Regions from separate parts of the Rattus norvegicus genome. Here region 2 is linked to region 1. A link is a contact called in public Hi-C data. All regions are on one chromosome and are shown on one strand. The core of a region is the stretch at or near the end of the contact, and the rest is flanking DNA. Distances in the headings are between cores, read along the strand shown. Region 1 has its middle 91 kb from the start of Lifr. Region 2 has its middle 16 kb from the start of Lifr.

Region 1 (3,241 bases), core at 258-2,757:
CAGACATTGTGATATACATTTTAAAATGTCCTCTAAGCAAAATCAATACCATATTTTAAGATGTGGAAGTAAGGAAAAATGAAGCTTGCTTGGGTACTTGCCAGCAATCACTGGAATTTCTATAGAAAATTTGTAGACAGTATTAAGAGATGAGGCCAGTAGGAGTCTGGTCAGTGCAGGCTAAGAAAGACCAAAACAGGTTTACTAGGTTCACTGAAGAGATTCTTCAGAATTTTAAAGGATAGAGAAATGATTAGCTATACTTGGAGAAACACACACACACACACACACACACACACACACACACACACACACACACAAACACCCTGCCTACCTACCTATCTCTGGGAACAGAAAGAAAAAGATAGGCCTCATGCACAACAGTAGGTGACCAACAGAAAACAAACCCAAGGGTTATCTTTTTGTAGATTTTTATTTTTGTCTTATATTAATTTGTTTAGGTATTTTGTATCTTACTACTAGTCTTTGAGGATATATTATGGTTTCAGGTTGGGGGTTTTATAGGTTTTGTTTTTCTTTGTGTGTGCCTCTGTCTGTGTATTTGTTTCTTTTTCTTTCTTTTAAAGTTCTAGACTTTGTTATTGTTGTTTTGACTGGCCTTTTTGTTTTCTAAAAGGATAGAAAGGAAGCACAGAGTTGGATGGGTGGGGATGTGTAGAGATCTGGGAGGAGATGGAGAAGAAACCATAACCAGAATATATTTTAGGAAAAAAAATATTTTCAATAAAAACACAATGAACTGTCTTGAGGGTTTGCTTGCTTGGTTGTTTTTTGTTTGTTTTATTTTAATAAGGCTACAGAATGATCGAATGGATCCCCAAGGAATTCTTCCATTTATAGGGAAGTAGAAACAAGGGGGAAGCAGGCACAGTAGCCGAGGAGTTGGCACAAAGTCAGAGAAGAGTTGCAGGTTGTGAGAATGAAGACGAGAGTATTCAAAGCCAGGCCAATGACGCAGTTGACTCAGGAAGTAAAGACTCCAGTTGTCAAGCCTGATGACCTGAACTCAATACCAGGATCCATTTGGTGGAAAGATAGAGTAGACTTCCAAGCCTTGTTCTCTGTACTGCATATGAGTGTGAGGCAGGCTCACACCCCTCCTCCAATAAAAAAAATATATGTTATAAAAACATGAAAAATAGAGCGTCCATCATGGAGGAAAGTTCAAAACAAAGGCCAAGACAGAAGTATTCCCATTGAATGAGCAACTAGGAAGCTCTTAGTACAAAAGTTTCTGTAAAGATGGAGAAGTGAAAATGAGGAAGAGGAGACAACAGGTACCACATGCTCTAACCTACTGGCTTGGGGGCTTTGGAGATAGCTCGACCAATAAAGTGCTCATGACGCAAGCAAGCATTAGGACCTAAGTTCAACCCTCAGAATGCACGTAAGATAAACCAGGGGCGGGTGAACGCTTGTAGTGCCAACACCTGTGAGATGGACATAGGAGGTTCCCTGGGGCTCTCTGCCAGCCCAAAGGGCAAGTTCCGAGCCAGTAAGCAACTATGCCTAATAAAACAGAGTGAACTGTGCCCAGGAATGCCAGATGAGCTTGTACTCTGATCTCCACTCACGTGTACCCACATGTATGCATCCACACGTGGGTACACACAGAAATGAAAAAATGAAAGAAAACCCTGTCTCTGAACAAATGAAGACACTTCATTTAAGAAAAGTATGACATCTTTAGGGGAGGGAGTGTTTGTTTTTAATTTTATAAAGATAGGAGAAATCTGAAGACATTCCTTTGTGAGTAGAGATACAGAAGAACAATAGAGGTCATGAAAGGATCAACTTCCTAGAGACAGGGAAAGGATAGTGTATTAGTCAGGGATCTCTAGAGTAAAGGAATGTACAGAATGAATCTCTCTCTCTCTCTCTCTCTCTCTCTCTCTCTCTCTGTATGTATGTATGTATATAGTATATATATGCACATATGCACATACACATACAAATATGCATATATGCACACACATATTAGAATGATTTACAGGTTGTGATCCAGCTAATCCAACAATGACTCCCTATGTACAGCAGGTCCAACAATGTCTCAGCTGGTATTCAATATATTTCAGAATCCCAAAGAAATAGACCAGTGAAGAAATGGACTTTCTAATGAGAGTGGGAGGAAGCAGACAGAGAGAGAAAAGAGAAAAAGAGAAAGGGGAAAAAAGACAGGGGAAGGGGAGGGGGAGAGGGAAGGGGAAAGGAAGGGGGAGGGAGAGGGGGAGGGAGGGAGAGACTTCCTTCTTTGTCCTTTATATAGGCTGCCACCAAAAGGCATGGCCCAGAGTAGTGGTGGACTTCTCACCTCAAAAGATCTGGATTAAAGGCGTGCCTTCCCATCTAAAGTGCCAGTTAGAAGTGGATCTTCCCACTTCAAATGATCCAACTAAGAAAAAGATCCCTCACAGGCATGCCCAACCATTTTGGGTTTCAGTTAATTCCGGATGCAGTGACGCTGATAACCAAGAAGATCCTTCACAGATGGAGTCTCCAGCCCTAATCAAATTTCCCTGAAACTTTATGACAAAGACTTCTTCCGTGGATACTTGGGGCCTCAGGAAAAGATGGATACAGCTTCACCCATTGGGTAGGACAGAACCTGCTAGGACGACCAGAGTTCCCTCTGGTGCCTCTCATATTGCCCGATACCCACTAGGTAAAGCCCTTTGTGGACCTATGGGAAGAAAGGTGTGGATGGGTTTGAGGACGTGGAGATGGGTAAGAACGAGTAAAATAAGCACCGTGGAGGGTGGGGAGGAGAGGCAGTACATCAAACACAATAGGATTCTTTCATTAAAATGAGAGCTTCCTTCCTTAACAACGAGAGAGAAAATGTCCACCTGCTGGATTCTTTTTGTTTTGTTTTGTTTTTTTCGGAGCTGGGGACCGAACCCAGGGCCTTGTGATTGCTAGGCAAGCGCTCTACCACTGAGCTAAATCCCCAACCCTGTTTTTTTTTTTTTTTTTTTTTTTTTTGTTTTGTTTTGTTTTGTTTTGTTTTGGTCCTGCTGGATTCTTGACATGGGGCAAGGCTGGTACCTTTCCAGGCTGCCCTGTTTCTTATGCTATGCGCTGTCTTGGAGGCTCTGGCAGTTTTAACTTTGAGTGCTGTTTCTTTTCTGCTACTCCCCCCCCCCCCTTTTTTTAAAGGAACTAGCTATACAGCAATTAACTGGCTGTGTGTCACTGCTAAGGGAGATGGTATTTCCATTCA
Region 2 (3,379 bases), core at 833-3,332, 74 kb before region 1:
AATCCTGTCTCAAATATATTCTCGTTCAGATAAAATGATTTCAGGAGTATCACAGAAAATACATAGGACACTCATTACATCTCTAGCACAGGGCAGTGGCTGAACTGTATTTTGTTTTTCCTTTGATTGTTTGTACTGTGCTTTCTTTCAAAAAAGAGTTTATATAGAAAGACAGACATTAAAAAGAAATAATAATAATAATAATAATAATAATAATAATAATAATAATAAACTTTGTTGAGGCAAATAATAAGATATAAATACAAAATTAAACTCCAAGCTTCCCTATAGCCATGAAGTAGGGAGTGGGAGTTTCCGTAGCTCTCATTGTCTAGGAAAAGAAGCCATAGCCTCATTTAGGAGAAGTTAGGAGAAGTTATTCCTGGGCCAAACTCTGTAAGGAACCTTGTCTAAAGAGTATTTATATGAGGAATACACAGAAGTCTAAGGTAAGAGAGACTCAACCCAGAATTTTGGGGCAGTGTTTTATTCAAGCAGAACACACACACTCTCTCTCTCTCTCTCTCTCTCTCTCTCTCTCTCTCTCTCTCTCTCTCTCTCTTCTGGTAAATAGCTTAAAATTGAGATTGTTGAAAGTCAGCTAGAGTTTTGCTTTGTTTTCTCACTGGCCACTGAAACCCAATCAAACACAGCAGCAAATCTTTTTGCCCGATTTCCTCCTCTAAAATGGGAGTAACGAAAAGCAGTGAGTTTGGAGAGTTGGGGGCGGGGAGGGGGGGAATCAAGTGAATTAACTGCTACAAAACCACACACCACTATGTCAACTGTGCTATAGTTTCCTTGGCTGGGCATTTTTCTCTACCCACCATGCATTGTCTTTAGTGCACACTGCAACAACTTCCTTTTGTGAAGATGCCTGGCATGTTGGCATCATACGTGAGTGACCTATGCTATGAATCTCAGTGTCCTTTTCTCTTTAGATAAAGGCACCATCTGAGTGCAGAGGTGCTAGGTGCAGTGTGAGAACAGCCAGCTGTGCGCAGAGGGCAAAGTCTGAGGGTAAGTGAGCCTGAGTATAGGTAAGGCCTGAGTGGGTATGGCTGAGACAGCTACAGAATATCCCTCCCATACTTCCCTGTACTGCTTGCTCTCACCCCGAGGCACCTAGAGACCAGTCTAGTAGGTCAAGTATGGGGAAAGTTGACTGCCTCGGGTTGTTAAGGCTAAGTAAGTTCCTGAGCCGGAAGCCTAGGCTTACGATTCATTGGGGGAAAGTAGCAAGATGAGGAAGCCTCGGAAAGGGAGGCAGGGATAACCTTGGGGAATAAACCCTGCCTGTCTTTCCTCATCCCCCTTCCTTTCCTCCAGGGTCCCAGTGAGCTCTGATCTGATTGGAATCTTCCTTTCACATCCTTCCTGTTCTTCTTAGCAACAGGCTTGATTTCTAGCCTGCCCCTCCGGCTGCCCTTCCTTCCTTCCTTCTTTTCTTCCTTCCTCCCTTCCTTCCTCCCTTCCTTCCTCCCCCTCTCTCATTCCTCCTCCTCCTCCTCCTCCTCCTTCTTCTTTCCTTCTGTTGTCTCCATACCTCTCTCACCCTTAGCCCATACCCTCCATCCCTTCCCTATGGCCCTCCTCTTTCTCATTACCAAGCGCTCCTCTGTTCCTCCTTTCTCCATCCACCTTCATATTTATCTGTTACCAATGTCATTTCAGGGCAAGGCACAGAATGAAAATGGATGCTTTCTTACTTCTTACATCAATCATACACTCAGGGTCCTGTGCTAATATTCTCAGTTGAGCTAATGGATCCCACAAAAGAGCAATTTGCTCCATTCTCGGTGGTTACATTAAGTCCATTATTTAATTTATTCCTACAGCTACTGCACTCAGTGCCTTGCCAGAGGCATCTCTCTTACAGATGGAGCAAGGAGCCAGAAGATTAAAGGATTGAGCTGAGGTCCAGCAAGAGGTAGTGGGGTTGATATAAAACCTGACCCAAATTCCTTAAATCCCTGAATATATTATTCTAACTAATGCACTTAATTCACAGACTTCACTATTCTGTGTAAAACCAAAAACAACAGTAAGAACCTGTGCTTCGGTTTGCAGTTTCTGACTGTGAAGACTTTTCAATGGTTACACATTTGCCAGAAGGCATAACTCAAGGTCACCGAAACACTGGGTGGTTGGAAAATAGGGCTGAGTTAAATAATTAAATAGCAGGAATGTCCCCCAGGATTTCTTCAGGTACCTAAACTAGTACACCGCCTGGTCCCCTATCGGAAAACAAAAGTGGCCATCACTATGACAGCTCTGGTAAACAGGGACATTTGCGTGGTGGTTCGTTTTCCCACTGGCACATAAGGTAACTGAGGTCACTGCTCTCCGAGGAGAAGTCTGTAGCTTGGAATTTCTTTTCCCCCGACATAACCAAGATATTTTGTTTAATCACCAAATCTTATGCTCAAATTGTGGACCAAGCCCGACTGCGCAAAGAATGCCACTAGAATCCACACGTTTAACCTCACTGGCTTTAATTTAGGAAAGAAAAACAGCCTCGTGGGGGTCCTCAGGGTGAGAGGTCACATTCTTGGCTTAGTAACCCAGTATTCTCTTTTTGTCATAGTTTTTTTTTTTTTGTTGTTTTTTTGTTTGTTTGTTTGTTTTTTGCCAGAGTCACTTTTCTCTTCCAACAGATAGTCAAGAGCTCAAAGAAACAGATTGTCAAAGACTTAGATACATAGCAATAGAATTCTGACATCACCAATACCTACAGTGATTTAGAAGACATTAGCTAAAAGCAGGTCTCAGACTCCTTAGTCACTGGATAATAATAACAAAAACTTAATAACAGTAATGAGCATTCATATTACCTATTAGGTACCAATTCCTCTTGATAGCTCTGGGGTCAGTTGTAGGAACGGATGTCCTCTCTTTTGGGGTTTTGTTTATTTGGGCTTTATGAGTTGTTGTTGTTGGTAGTGGTGGTGGTAGTGGTGTGGGTGGGTATGGGTGTGGGTGTTTATTTTTATTTTTTACAAAGGCAAAGATGTTCAGTAATTTGCCTGAGGCCACACAACCATTCAAACCACTGCGTTTGGGCTTCCAGCTCACTCTCCCAGTGCCTTCTGGACTCTGCCCCAGGAGGTAGGGTTGTGGTTGTTATGGCTGGCCACTGACTCCACCTAACACATCTAGCTTCTCCAGGCTCTCACAAGGAGCTACCTGTTCAGTTCAAGCTTTAATGCAGTTGGGTTCTAGCTTTGCTGTTCCCAAAGGCTATGCTCAGAATCCCTTTGTTTCCCTCTAGTCCATGTGTTGGTTACAAGCTCAGTGACTAGCTCAGTGTGTGCACATGTGAATGTATGTCTTTGTGGCACATGTCCATCGTGCAAAGGACAGAGCTCAACCTTGGGTG

What was found. Hi-C and Micro-C count contacts between places; a contact is called where the count stands out from the background.
Region 2: a contact with region 1 is called in a Hi-C map of kidney, with 2.0 times the contacts expected there. The contact joins two enhancer-like sites. A contact is called at or near these places in 2 of 12 Hi-C or Micro-C datasets (kidney and psoas muscle).

Annotation. Positions count from the first base shown.
Region 1 is chr2:57,871,092-57,874,332 of GRCr8, reverse strand. No RefSeq gene overlaps it. Among named protein-coding and RNA genes, the nearest start is that of Lifr, 91 kb to the left of the region's middle. Within about 2 kb of position 1,507, at least 6 of the 93 cell types and tissues checked have an H3K27ac peak or open chromatin away from gene starts, as enhancers often do. A contact at or near this core is called in kidney, where this site is marked.
Region 2 is chr2:57,945,979-57,949,357 of GRCr8, reverse strand. No RefSeq gene overlaps it. Among named protein-coding and RNA genes, the nearest start is that of Lifr, 16 kb to the left of the region's middle. Within about 2 kb of position 2,082, at least 2 of the 93 cell types and tissues checked have an H3K27ac peak or open chromatin away from gene starts, as enhancers often do. A contact at or near this core is called in kidney, where this site is marked.